2 separate regions of the Sus scrofa genome follow, and region 2 is linked to region 1. Evidence: chromatin contacts called from public HiChIP or PLAC-seq data. All regions are on one chromosome and are shown on one strand. Each heading gives the region's core, a stretch centred on a gene start, on an enhancer-like site or on the middle of the called end of the contact. The rest is flanking DNA. Distances are from core to core; before and after follow the strand shown.

Region 1 (2,700 bases), core at 126-2,625:
TATTTACTGCTCTATTAGAATCTACATGTTCATTAGAGAAACAAGTCTAAAATATTAAGTTACAGAAAAGGGCTAGGCAAAACAAGTTTGAGTTATAAATCCAGCAACACACTTTACCTGTGGCTCCACTAGGAATGAAGGAGAAATCCTCTGTCAGGCGTTAAAGGAAATGAACAGAACACAATTTTGAAAGGTCTTAGTGCTTCTCAATATTGTTGCTATTATTATCATCTCTAACTTTGAGGTGAAGATACTAAGACTTGGGGAGGATAAATATTTTGTCCATGATCCCTCAGCTATTAGGTATCAAAGTCGAGATTCTTACCCAAACGTTTCTAAACCCAAAGCTTGAGATCTTCTGAAATCGTGATGTTTGAACAATACAGCTTATGACGGCTGCCACGTGGTGTGATTTCAATGGACAGGAAGGTCCCTACCTCCCCAAACACCAAGACTTTGCACATTCCTACACAGAAGTACGGTTAGAACCATGTATCTTAAAGTGAGCTCAACAAGTTTCTGGAGGGCAACCTCGCAGTAAAGGTAACCTGGAGCCTTGCGGGTATCTTCTTCCATACTGTCACTGTACATGGACCTACTTCAAACAGTTTTGGCCATAAGGAAGGTGACGCATGGGGCCAATGCCAAAGTCACGGGGAAAAAAAGATTAACGCTAAGAAAGATGAGAGCGGAGGCGCTGAAAATACACCTCTTAAATTACTTCACGCCGGCCTGCTCCCAAAGCCGGCACGGAGGAGGAAAGGCACTTCCCCGCCACTTCAAGCACCTTTGGTAAAAGGCCTCAGTGGACTAGTCCCCGTCTACGTCGCCCCATGGTAAACACCCACACTGGGGCGCCCTCCACCTGCAAGACTGTAGGTGCTGGGCGAAGGGTGAGTGCGGTGCTAGCGCCAGCCGCGGCAGGCTGCGGACCCCGGCGCTGCAGCTGAGGTACCTCGGTCACACATGGGGCCGCTCACCCAGAGCGGACGCAAAGCCAGCGGCCAGAGTGGAGGGGGCGGCGAGATAACCAACTCGGGTTGTGCACTCTGGTGATTATCACAAGTGCCGCACGTCGCTTTAGTTAACTAGACGCTCCCCCTTTCCTCTCACTTCGTGACCGCGCAACCTGCGCCCCTGCCCACATCTCACCTCTCCAGTTCTTGTGCTCCGGGATATAGTAGTATTTGTTCCCGAACCGGTCTGTGCCCACTTGCTCCTTCACTTCCTTCGACAGTGCTCGCCACAAGACGCGGAACAAACCCTGAGGCCAGCCCATGTTTCCGGATCACCTTCCAGCGCCAGTAGCGGTAAGACCTGCCGGGATCCAGGCTACCAAGGGGAGAACGCCCCCGCCGCCGACCCCGCCCACCGGCTGAGAGCAATCCACCCTCTAGTAACGGCACTCACCATTGGTGGGATCGCATCATGCTTAACCAATGTGAGACTCCGCTGCTACACCCGCTGCCTCCGAGTTCTGTCATGGCGGCGTCCAGCTCTCCACCTGGGGTAAAAGGAAGGGATGCTAGGGTTTTTGTCGGCGCGACAAGCGGGTTTGGAGGACCCTCTTCGCCTACGGAGAGCGGAGTCCACACGGAGGTAAAGAAAACCTTAGTTTTTTTCTAGTACGCCAGTTAAAATCTGAACCAATGGCTATGTTAGCCTTGCTCATACTTTCCCTCCTCATTATCCTTTTACTCCCACCACGCTCGACTTTACTCCTGTGTCTTGAAAAAATAAAATATCTGTTGTATACCTGTAGTCAGGTGGGTACCATCGTGAAATCGGGTGAAGGCGCTATAAACCTAATGAGGATATTTTTGTGGTTTTTTTAATTCGCTATTTTATGATTGAGTGTTGTGCCAATTTCTGCTGTATAGAAAAGTAACTCAATTATACAGGCACACACACATTCTTTAAATTTGCGGGTTTTTTATGTTTTGGTTTGTTTTGGTTTTTGGCCCGGCCTGGGACATAGGGAAGTTCTAGGGCCAGGGATCCAACCCTAGCCACAGTTGTAACCAGAGCCACAGCAGTGACAAGGCTGAATCCTTAACCGACTGGGCCACCAGGGAACTCCCGAGGATATTTTTGTTTTACTTTATTCCTTCTCCCTCCTTCCTTCCTCACCTCCCAAGGAGTAACTCTCCTCCAAGAATTCCGTCTTTCATTCTGTCGATGTATTTAGTGAGATCCTTCTGTGTGCTAAGCAATATGTTAAAGGCAGAGCACGGGCCAGAAATGAACAAAGTTTAACGTAACTACAGCAGAGGATTCAGCAGAGAGAGGGCCACTGACAAAAGATGAAGCTGGAGAAGTAGGCAGAGGCAAGATGAGGAAGAGACTTGTGTGCTTGGTTGAGAGGTATGAAGATGAGAATAAAGTGACAAGTATTGCATTTTGTCATCTGCTTGGAGAATGAATTGAAGTTCAGAGCAAGACTGGGAGCTAAGTTAGGTAACTTGCAAGGAGAGAGTTGAGCCAGGGACTTGGCAGTTGGAACAAAGAGGATGAAGATACTTGAAAAATAAGAAATGCAGTCACCATGGAAATTAATTGGATATAGGAAAATGATGAAAAGGGAGGAATCAGCAATGATTCCCAGCTATGTGCCTTGTGTGGCAGGGTGAATCATGGTGTTATCTTTTCCCAAAGAGGGAGCAAGTTTTACTTTAATTTTGCTCATACTGATTTTTCCCA
Region 2 (2,751 bases), core at 168-2,667, 340 kb before region 1:
GCTTGCAATTAGAACAAAAATATGGGGAAAGGGGAGCTTCACTACAGCATTGTTCTTTTCAGTCCAGCTCAAACACCCATGACTATAGCTTTAAAAAAAAAAAAAAATTGACCAGAAAAACACACTGGAAGGTGGGGGGAGGGGGGAGAACAGAGAAAGCTCTTAAAACTCGGTATTTGAGAAAACTCTCATGGTCTGTCAGAGAAAGGAGGGCTGTGCAGCTTTAAATCACAAGTCCTTCTCTCGCCTTTGTCAAATATCTTCTACTTTACAAGCCCTGAAAAGAAATAGAGACTCTTTTGTTTGGTTTCCCCTTTTCGGAGGTGACAGAAAACTGAAAGGAACACAAATAAACCTGAAAATGAGAACAAAGTGCGAGGTCGTGCCCGGCTGCCAGGCGGTCGCTCCGGGCGGGACGCGGGAGCAGCCTCGGAGCCCCTCCGCCTCGCGCTCCTGCAGCCGCCGGCCGCGAGCCCCGGGCCGTCACTGCTCCCCGCGGCTCGCACGGAGCGCGACCCCCGGCCCCTCGCGCAAAGAGAACTCTGGCGGGAGGAAACCCGGGCATGCCTCGGAAAGGGGAAGAGCCAGCCGCTCCCGGCCCGGCTCGCGCCCTTTAATTCGGGGGGCGTCTTCGGCGGGAGAGATCCCTCAGGAGAGGCGTCCAGCCCGCCGCCCGCGCAGCTCCCACAGGGCAAGGCGCGGAGCGAAGGACATTTAAATCCCGGGGCGACCGGCGGAGCTCGTCCGGGCCAGCCCAGACGCCGCAGCGACCCCTGGAGCGCCACGGCCGCCAGCCCGTCGAAGCCCTGAGAGGAGCGGCCGCCGAGTGGCATTAAAATGTATTTTCCTCCCCTCAAATCGAGGGGGCGGGGAGGGAGGGGGAGAGGAGAAAGAAAGACGCTCAGCGAGCCACAGACAAGGAAAGAGAGGAGAGAGAGCATAGAGCTCGGCCCGGCCGCCCGCTCGGCACCGGCCGGCATTGTCTGTGCGGCCCGCGCCCCCTCCCCCGCCCCGCACGGCCCCGCCACACACACCCTCCGCCGGAGCCCGGCCGTCCGCCGGTGCCTTTGTCCACATTCACCCCCCAAAACAGGCGAGCAGGGCTCCAGGACGTGCTCCGGGGGAGGAGGGGGAGGAATGGAGGGGACCGGGAGCACCCGACACCCACCCCGCCGACCCCGCGGCGGGGCGCGTCCTGCTGATTCATTTCCCACTCGCGCTGGCCCGTCCGGGGAGACAGGGGGCGGGGAGGGGCGGGGAGGAAATGGGCGCTCCACTCAGGAGGACTGTCCGGGCCGGTGAGGGCACCGGGCGGGGTGCGGGCGCGCGCTGCGCTGAGGGGCTGCCCAGAGGGGAGGGGGCGGGCGCCCCCCTGAGGGACTGACCGACGGACAGACGGCCCCCAGACTGCCCCGTGACTCACCGACTTGCAGGACGTTGTCGACGCAGCCGCTTTCCAGCAGCGCGATGCCCCGGCGGAAGGGCAGCCGTGTCTCATCGCCGCCGTCCGCCGACCCGGCGGCCCCCACCGACGGGGCCCCGGCCCCGGCGGCGGCGGCAGCGGCGGCGGCGGCGGCGGCCGAGGTGGCGGCCGGCGAGGACGAGGAGCCGCCGCCGCCCGCGCCGCCCGCGCCGCCGCCGGGGCCGCCGCTGTCGTCGCCGGGGCCGCCCGCGGCGCCGCCGCCGGTGTTGAAGGACGAGTACATGCAGATCTCCCGCTCGCTGCGGGGGAAGGACCAGTAGACGATGCGGCGCTGCACCGGCTCCGGGATGCGCTCAAAGCGCTCCTCCACGCGCTGGAACGGCCACTTCTCAGCCACCTTGCGCGCAGCGATGTCCAGCAGCGACTCGGGGCTCTGGGTCTTGCCCGGTGGCAGCAGCCCCAACGCTGCGCCGCCCCCGCACACCGCTGCCGCCGCACCGCCCGCCCGCGGGCCCGGCCGACAGGCAGAGCTGTAACCGCCACCCGCTCCTCCGCCGCCGCTGCTGGCCCCGCCGCCGCTGCCGCCGCCGCCGCCGCCGCCCGGCCGGCAGCAGAGCCGTTTCGCGGGAGGAGGCTGCTGTCCGCGCTCCGCCATGACCGCGCCGCTTCTAACCCGACAGCGGAAGTGCCGAGACCCTATAAACGGCACAAGGAAGCGCGACACGCACACGCCGCCGCGACGCCACGCTGCCATCTAGGGCCCGCCGCTCCTTGTATGGGCACAAGAGGCGAGGCCTTCTCCATGACGTCCTGGCTGAGGCGGGGCACCGATAGGGGGACCTAGGGCCAGGGGCGGGCCCTATGCAAATCGCTGGGCTGAAACATAAATAGAGCACTCCGCGGACACCAGGGTAGCGGGGGCGGTGGGGTTGGGTGCCGGTGGGGTTGTGAGAATGTCAGGCTGCTGTGACGCGGAGGGGCGGGGCTCTGGCAGGGTTCCCGCGGGAGGGGGCGGGCCGCCAGGCCTGGCCTAAGGTGGGTGGGTCTTTGCGCCCCTAGCCTACTCAACTTACCCCTCCAATTCCCTGCCATCCTTTGATGTCCTGCAAGTGAGGACGCGCCTCGTGGGTCGCAGCGGGGAGGGAAGGGGAGATAGGAGGTGAGTAAGGAGGAGGTGTCCGAGCTAAATGGAGGGCGGGGCCGGCGGGTCGATGCCCCACCCCCCCATCAGAGCCTGCCCGCCGGGGGAAAAGCCTCTGGGCGGAGGAGGCGCTTTCAAAACAAAGAAATGCGGCGTGGAACCCCGGGGACCGGGGTGGAGAGGAAGG

Evidence for each region. HiChIP or PLAC-seq counts read pairs in DNA pulled down with a chosen protein or histone mark.
Region 2: a contact with region 1 is called in an H3K27ac HiChIP or PLAC-seq map of alveolar macrophages. The contact joins the promoter of LOC110257311 here to the promoter of NDUFAF2 in region 1. A contact is called at or near these places in 1 of 5 promoter capture datasets (liver), 4 of 47 Hi-C or Micro-C datasets (embryonic fibroblasts, fetal skeletal muscle, heart right ventricle and 1 more) and 1 of 2 datasets of contacts at active chromatin or transcription factors (alveolar macrophages).

The regions. Positions count from the first base shown.
Region 1 is chr16:39,769,073-39,771,772 of Sscrofa11.1, reverse strand. It overlaps NDUFAF2 (mimitin, mitochondrial), which reads right to left and starts at 1,375. Exons shown (of 4, transcript XM_021077006.1): 1 at 1,153-1,375. The coding sequence starts at 1,279. It overlaps ERCC8 (DNA excision repair protein ERCC-8), which reads left to right and starts at 1,443. Exons shown (of 12, transcript XM_003133989.6): 1 at 1,443-1,599. The coding sequence starts at 1,523.
Region 2 is chr16:40,104,852-40,107,602 of Sscrofa11.1, reverse strand. LOC110257311 reads right to left here and starts at 1,417. Exons shown (of 1, transcript XM_021076974.1): 1 at 1-1,417. The coding sequence starts at 980. The coding sequence ends at 264. It overlaps ZSWIM6 (zinc finger SWIM domain-containing protein 6), which reads right to left and starts at 2,104. Exons shown (of 14, transcript XM_021076973.1): 1 at 1,424-2,104. The coding sequence starts at 2,078.